2 separate regions of the Mus musculus genome follow, and region 2 is linked to region 1. The links are chromatin contacts, called in public Hi-C maps. All regions are on one chromosome and are shown on one strand. Each heading gives the region's core, a stretch centred on a gene start, on an enhancer-like site or on the middle of the called end of the contact. The rest is flanking DNA. Distances are from core to core; before and after follow the strand shown.

Region 1 (3,652 bases), core at 470-2,969:
ACCTGAGAGAACTCAAGTTATAGGTGTGCCTGCAGGAGAGGGAGGCCTCCCTCCAAAGAGACAAAGGCAGCTGTCCTGGTTCACTTAGATCCTGTAAACTTCCAGGGGCTCCAGACTTGACTAAAGTGTGGATCACAGCCTTGTTTTTTCCTTCCTAAACAGCAGGTCTCTACCTGAACTTTCTTTAGCAAGGTGCAGCTGGAAGAAAACCAGTAGCCTGCTTTAAGTAAATGGCTACCAAGTGAACGGCCGCTGCCAGGTGTCTTCCCATGTGCTTAAGGGCCTGCCTGCCTGCCTTAGGGGATGCCCACTATGGATGGTAAGGCTGGCCACTCAGGTCTGGGACATGGAGAGAATATAAAAGCACAATGTTCAAGTCTTCTTCACAACAGACTGCCAAGCTGCCTGCTTCTTCATTTACTCTTTCACTAAACTCCCAGTTGAAAGACAATTATTCCCAGATAAAACAGAACTTAACAGTCTCTCTAACCTTAGGAAAGTTCCCTCCCTGCCTTTCAGCCTCAAATGGTCCCTGACGACCTCCAAACCACCTCCCTAGCTTCTCTAACCCCTAGGCCTCTCTGGCTATGCCGCTGAGTTCCTCCGATGTTGTAGTGATGATTTGTGGGTCCTCCTGGTGAGCTTCTAAATGCCTTTTGGGTGTGGATCAATCACACTTAGTTTGTTCTATGCTGGCCACTGTGAGCATCCAGGGCATACAGTAGGTGCCCAATGCAGACTTGATAATCCAACCACTCAGCAACTTACACTTTATATTGATAGATAGTTTCTGCCCAACAAAAGGTACCTCTAAAATGTCAAGTGCCAATCTCATTTCTGCAAATTGAGTCATATTGTTCAGTGCACTAAGGGAGTTTGCTATTTAAAAGAACCTGCGGTTAATTCTTTTGTGACATGAATAATCACTTCCTGCTTGCTTTACCTTTCCTGTCGAGATGAATTTTTTTTTAACATATCAGGTTTCTCTTAAGGCAAGAAAGCTGTGCGTGACTTTGTTAAGAGCTCCTAAGTCATGAACTATGTCTCTCTTCCTCCCTTTCAAAGGTTTCAGGATTTTTCTTTCCAACGTAATAGCACAAGTTACAGTGGCTACTGAGTACATGAAGTGTGGCTTTGTGTGAATCAACATGTGCCATAAAAGTATAATGAGGGGCTAGAGAGGTGGCTCAGCAGTTAAGAGAACTGGCCGCTACTCTAGGGAGCCCCACTTTGACTGTCAGGATCTACATGTTGGCTTACAACTGTCTTTAACTCCAATCCCAGGGAGAACCTACGCCCTCTTCTGGCACTTCATAGGCACTTCATGCACATACATACTTGCAGGCAAAACACCTATGCATATAAAAAATACTTTTTCAAGGTACAAGGAGCACTGTTTGTGATAGTGCATATGTGGCAGTCAAAGGACAACTTCTAAGAGTTGGTTCTCTCCTTCTACTCTGTGGGTCCCAGGGATCAGTGATTATTAGGCTTGACAGCAAGCACCTTCACCCACTGAGTCATCTCACTGGTCCCTACAACAGACACTTAGAAACTGCTTCTGTTGCAAAGTAATGACTCCTCACTTGGGTGCACAGATAAGCTAAAAGCAGGATGAAAATCTGGCCATCTGCCTTTATTTTGTCTCCTTTACTCTGCATCACCTGTTTGCCTCTGCACGTAGGCTTGCTAATCACTCAGGAGTATCTAGAAACCCACAGCACCTAACCTATGTCATTTCCTTTCAATGCTCAAGGCTAACTGCACGAAGATAGGAGTCACTGAGATATCTGACTGTCTGCATTTTACAACGTCCTGTCCCACATACCAGAAAAGGCACCTAAAGGTTTGAGTCATTGTTGTGACTCTGTTGTCATCTTGGATTGTGGCAATAGCCAAAACTCCCTGGACAGGACACACCCCCACCCCAAATGGCAACTATTGTGTGTGGTGGCAAGGCTGTACCATGGAACAGAAGTTATTACCTGCTGAAAGCCAGCCTTCTCTATCAAGCAGTGTGGCCTTCTTTGGGTCACCACTGGAACCAGAACTGAGACTGTGGTCACTCAGACCATGTGACCAGGGTTGCTAATAATGCAGCCTCTTGTCCCTAGCACAATCCTTCTTTTAGTAAAACCTAAAGTTCATGTCAGTACCCCAAAGAGAAACTAGGAACTACTTGATCCCTTTATTTGTTTTCCTTCCCAATAGGCCACCTCAGTTTAATCTTTCTCTGCTCAGCACCATTGCTCATCTCTTGAATTGGAGTACTGAGACAAGTACCTGAGCCTAGGCTGTGGGACTGCTGGAGCTAGGGTTCTTGCTCTAAGACTCCAATAGCAAAGAATACAAAGAAGCTGAACATTTTTTTTTTTTGTCAAATGGACTGCTCTATAGCATGACACTTTGGACCTACCGGAGTAAATAAATATTGAAATTAATTTGAACTAGTTTAGCTTTGTTAATGTGGCTGCTAGAAAGTTTAAATTATGAGTGTGGCTTGCATTATATTTCTATCGAATAGCAACAGTCTAGAATAATGCTTAGCAAAAAAAGCAGGAAAGACCTCATATCACACAAACACGGCCAGACCCCAAGTCTGTGCTTCCAAGCGCATATCCTCATCTACAGGAAGCTGCAGGTAACTCTAGCAAATGAAGGTAAAACATTACCTACAACTTCTTTTTAAATGGTACCCTTTGGGAAACTTTCTCTGCATGAGCCCCAAATTAAAGCACTAGATGAGGTAAAGGATCTCAGAGGTGTAATTAGGACAAAAGTAAACAAAATCCCATACTTAAAGACACTATAAATTACAAAATTTAAAAATGTCTCCCCATCAGAAAAAAACACCGCCCTCCAGTTGCCTGCTGTGCCAAAAAGCCAGCCTCCACAAGTTTGCTGTAACTATTGTCTGCAGAAAAAAGCCAAAAGCTACAGTTAACAAGAAAAGCTAGAGCCGCGGGAGATAAGAGATCTGCTTAGAAATGCTAACACTTCAGCCTTCCCTATCTCTGCCTTCAAACTTGCTGAATGTCTTCCCCCCCAAAATGGGTGGGTTTTTGTTTTGGGTTGTTTTGTTTTGTTTTGTTTTTTAACTGTTAGGTTGGCTAAGCCAGCTGTCAAGCAGATAGATGGGGAACAGAGGCAATGATACAGCCCCCCCCCCCCCACTGTGGGGCTCAACCCCTCCTCCCTTGCCCCTGAACTTCCTCTATCTTTGCTCCACTTAGAGCTGCATTTCATGCTGGCTTACCCCAAGCAGCCTGCAAGCCTCATCTGGTAAAAGTCCTTTATTTATCCCAGGATTCTGGCTCCCTGACCTAGCATCCTCTGTGACTCAATACATATGTGAATGAACCAGGAAGCATGGAGGAGGATGGGAATTTCCAGTGAACTTCCTTTGTTCTATACACATACACATGTTGTCACAAAGGTCTCAGGAGGTGTGACTTTACAGCTTAAGCTTTAATCATTTCAGAAGTAGAAATGTCACATACTTGCGGGTTTACACTTTTTTCATTGTGCTCATTCTGATGGATACATTTTTTAATTTTAAAGTTTTCTTTCCATCCTGTTTGATGATAATATAGAAAACCAAGAAGTAATTTTCACCAGAAAAGATCTCATGAAAAAGAAAAGCATAATTGCT
Region 2 (3,652 bases), core at 668-3,167, 150 kb before region 1:
GCCTGCAGCCAGTCAAACAAACTGTCAGGTTTATGTTTGGTCCCAAGGCTTCACACTGGGTTAAGGGAACTTCTAGCACATGGTTTTACTCTGCAAGAAATCAGAATTCAGAATACACACACACATATGCCCACATACATGACACACATACCTTCAGAGTTCATAACTCTGGTAAAGTTATTATTTCAGGTCACTACTACTTCATTTCACAAAGAAACATTTAAGCACACACCTGGCTGATTTTCAATTATATACTTGCTCTAACTGCCCCACCGAGCTCCCTCACTCTACTGATGTCTGCAATCTCCAAAGTACAATGTTAATACATTTGGAAACATTACACCTTCCACAAATCCTTATGTTTCATATACATAGAGTGGAACAGGGAGAAGAAACAAGGGGCCCTACTAGGGTGATGAAATACAGACAGGCAAATGCTAGACATAGTTAGGCAGAGGTGAGGGAGTTTCCAGTTCAATTAGTCAGGCACAAACTTGAGAAAAAAAAGGGAAAGAGGGATAATACTACCTTTATCTGAGATGGAGAAAGTTGTGGGAGGAGAAGTTGTTGGGGTTTGGATAAAATAACATGAATTAGAATCTCTAGGTGGAAATGATAGAAAGGCATTCCATTCTTGGAAGAAATGTGCTATGACATAAACTTGGGAGTAGCTGGTAGGAAGACACACATACCTATAGTCTTAGCACTTATGGAGCTGGGGAAGTGGCCTGAGCTCAGAGGTTCAAAGGTCACACAGTGAGATCGCACCTCAGGAATAAACAAACAGGGGCTAGGGAAATAATCTCAGCAGTCAACATTTGCCACTCAAGCAAGAGGATTGGACTTCAGATTGCCAGAACACGAGTCAAAATTACAGGAGCACGCTCACTCTTCTGTAATTCCAGCCTCAAGATGCAGAGCTAGGATCTGCAGAGAATGCTGGCCAGTAAGATTTTCTATATCTTTAAGCTCTCAGTTTGACTGATAAACCCTGACTCAATGAATATAGTGGAGAAAAAAAGAGATTCCTGATATCTACATCAGGCTTCTTCATGTGTACACATGTGAACATACATATACATACACTCACACACATGCAAAAAACATACAGAAAGAACAAGGATCATGTCTGATACTGATATAATAACTCAATATATTACTGTCAGCTAAAACAAATATTATTAATCATAATAATAAATCACACATATACACATCATGTACCCTTGATTAAGTCAATGGTTATATTCTTTCCCAAATTCTTGAATAAAATGGAGAAAAAAAATCTCCGTTCATCATTCCTTCTCAATATGTCTACTCACTTTTTTTGTGGCTACTTCACAGGATCTGAATGTGGCCATGGGAAACAAAACTCAAGTTCAGACACTAACAACATAGTTTTCAGATCACAGGCAACATCGCATTATCAATAATTGAAAAAGAAAAACGTGTTCAGGGACACTTCAACAAAGGAAGAGTTTAAGTGAAGCATGCTCCAATTTCTTTCTTTGTGCCTTTTCTCTAAGGGACTAAATGTCCAAAATGTTCCCACTCCACAAAAACTGTTTCCAATGCTTGGTGGCATTAGGGAAGGCTGCTAGGGGCTGGGTACTTAGTGCAGGTTCTACAGCTGCAGATGCTGATGCAACCTTTAAATTTTGACCTCATTGAGTAATGAAAACCACAAGACAATGATAGACGTGAATTAGCAATGTTGCCAGTGCCCTATCCCAAACCTGCTGGCACAAGCGTCAAAGCAAACATCTTAACACTAAATCAAATTAACAAACATTTCTTAAACACAGCACGAGTGTAGCTTATTATAATTTGGAAAATTCCACAGTATTTATCAACTCCTAAGGAAGGCTATGATGCTCAGAAGTGTACCACAGTAGACGTCAGCAGTAGCCACAGAGCTATGGCTCTGGGTATGTTGCCATAGCAACCGCATACTCAGCAGCAACATGCTGTCTGCTTCTCACCAGCCCAGAACCAGAAGCAGAAGAAAACAGCTAGCTTCCTGATGGGAGCAACCCAGGGAGTCAGAACACAAACTGTCTCTATCATTTGCTCACACGCATACAGGAGACTTCCTTTCAACAGTCTGAAATTCTCTCTACCTAACTCTTAGAAAAAAAAATCCACACAATTGCTTTTCTCCACTATATAAACACAACCAACGCACATAAACACAAAGCATTAGAGATAGATTTGGGGGTATCTAAAGGATTTCAGAGTCATATATTTAGCTGGGTCCAGGTATGAGTGGCTTCTTTGGATGGGAGATGGAGAAGTGCTGAACCATTTGAAAAGTCATCCTGAGAAACATTCTTTACAGGAGATTTATATAAATGAAGTTCTAGGTGTTAGACCTGATCCCTAGAGTAGTACCATCAGGAGGTTGTAGAACCTCTGAAATGTGAGACCTGGTGGGGGATCCTTAGGTCACTGACCTTAAAAGAGATTATAGGATTCCAACCCTCCCCAGCTCTTTTCTATCCAGGTCATGAGGTAAGCCATTTTGTCCTACCAAGTTAATTATCTCAAGCCATATTTTGCTATAGTTGTAGAAAACTGACCGACACAAGAGAGTGGTAAGAAATCAGCAGCAGGGAGACCACTCCTGCAAAAAAGGGAATTTAAGTGGGGGGGGGGGGGGGAGGAAGGCATGGACCAGAAACATCTGAGGTCGAAGCCCAAGGCTCTTCCCCATTGCAACAAAATCAGACAGAAAAGTCAAGTGTACCTTTTCGACGGGCAGGAAGTCATTTTCCACTTCAATCGACCTTGGTCTTAGTTTAATTGGCTTGTCTTTGAAAATGTCTCCAAACCCCACTCCTTTAACTTTCTTGGGCTGGATGGCTGCAGTTGCCATGGTCCCGTTGGCACCTTCGGACTTGGTACTGCTGGAGTCGCCTCCATCACTCTCGGAGCCTGTGGTTTCTCTTAAGCCTGTCACCAGTGGGGATGAGGAGAAAGAGAGGGAGAGAGCTCAGAAATCAGCCACAGGCCACAATAAAGAACTTTACAGCTGGCCAGACGCCAACTGTCACAGTGTGCCTGGGCTTCTGTACTGGGGTGTTGAGTGTGCTGACTCAGGCTGTCTCTGAGTTTTGTTTGATCTTCCTACCCCAGACTTTAATTTTAAGCAGTGAATCAAAATAGCTTTTCAGAAACTCTACTTTCTTTGTATATGTGACATTTCACATGCTTCAGCCAAAGCCTACTTCAATCCAAAAAACGTCCCCATGACTTGTGCAATACCAAACCTCCTTGCCCATATCTAACCTTCCCACTCAGTCACTACCAATACTGTACCTCTAAACTCTGATTTGTGTCAATTAGAAACTAGCAACGAAAGTATCATTTTCTAAAGGGGAACTGTAAAGCTAAAAGTGATTTAAACAGATTAGCAATTAAATCACACAAAATCATGACTGCCAACGACTTAAATCTCTTTGGATGGCTTCACAGGGAATAAATGCATACAGGCATGTTCCTCTAAGGAAGCATTAAACCAAACTTGACATTAAGACAGCATTTGCTAGCAAGATGGTAGTGCTTGTTAATGATGGGAAAAAATACTGCCTTCCCAGAGGCCAGAATCCCAACCCAGGGTTCTTTCTTCTTCCTCTAACACCACCATCTTCCCAAA

The links. Hi-C and Micro-C count contacts between places; a contact is called where the count stands out from the background.
Region 2: a Hi-C map of the MNK3 cell line shows a contact between it and region 1, with 2.9 times the contacts expected there. The contact joins two enhancer-like sites. A contact is called at or near these places in 1 of 484 Hi-C or Micro-C datasets (the MNK3 cell line), 1 of 115 datasets of contacts at active chromatin or transcription factors (memory CD8 T cells) and 2 of 9 other capture datasets (adipose tissue and liver).

Annotation. Positions count from the first base shown.
Region 1 is chrX:159,675,883-159,679,534 of GRCm38.p6, reverse strand. All of the region lies in intron 1 of Sh3kbp1 (SH3-domain kinase binding protein 1), which reads right to left. Among named protein-coding and RNA genes, the nearest start is that of Sh3kbp1, 50 kb to the right of the region's middle. Within about 2 kb of position 1,719, at least 79 of the 459 cell types and tissues checked have an H3K27ac peak or open chromatin away from gene starts, as enhancers often do. A contact at or near this core is called in the MNK3 cell line, where this site is marked.
Region 2 is chrX:159,827,671-159,831,322 of GRCm38.p6, reverse strand. Sh3kbp1 (SH3-domain kinase binding protein 1) reads right to left here. Exons shown (of 18, transcript NM_001135727.2): 6 at 2,744-2,949. Among named protein-coding and RNA genes, the nearest start is that of Map3k15, 160 kb to the left of the region's middle. Within about 2 kb of position 1,917, at least 52 of the 459 cell types and tissues checked have an H3K27ac peak or open chromatin away from gene starts, as enhancers often do. A contact at or near this core is called in the MNK3 cell line, where this site is marked.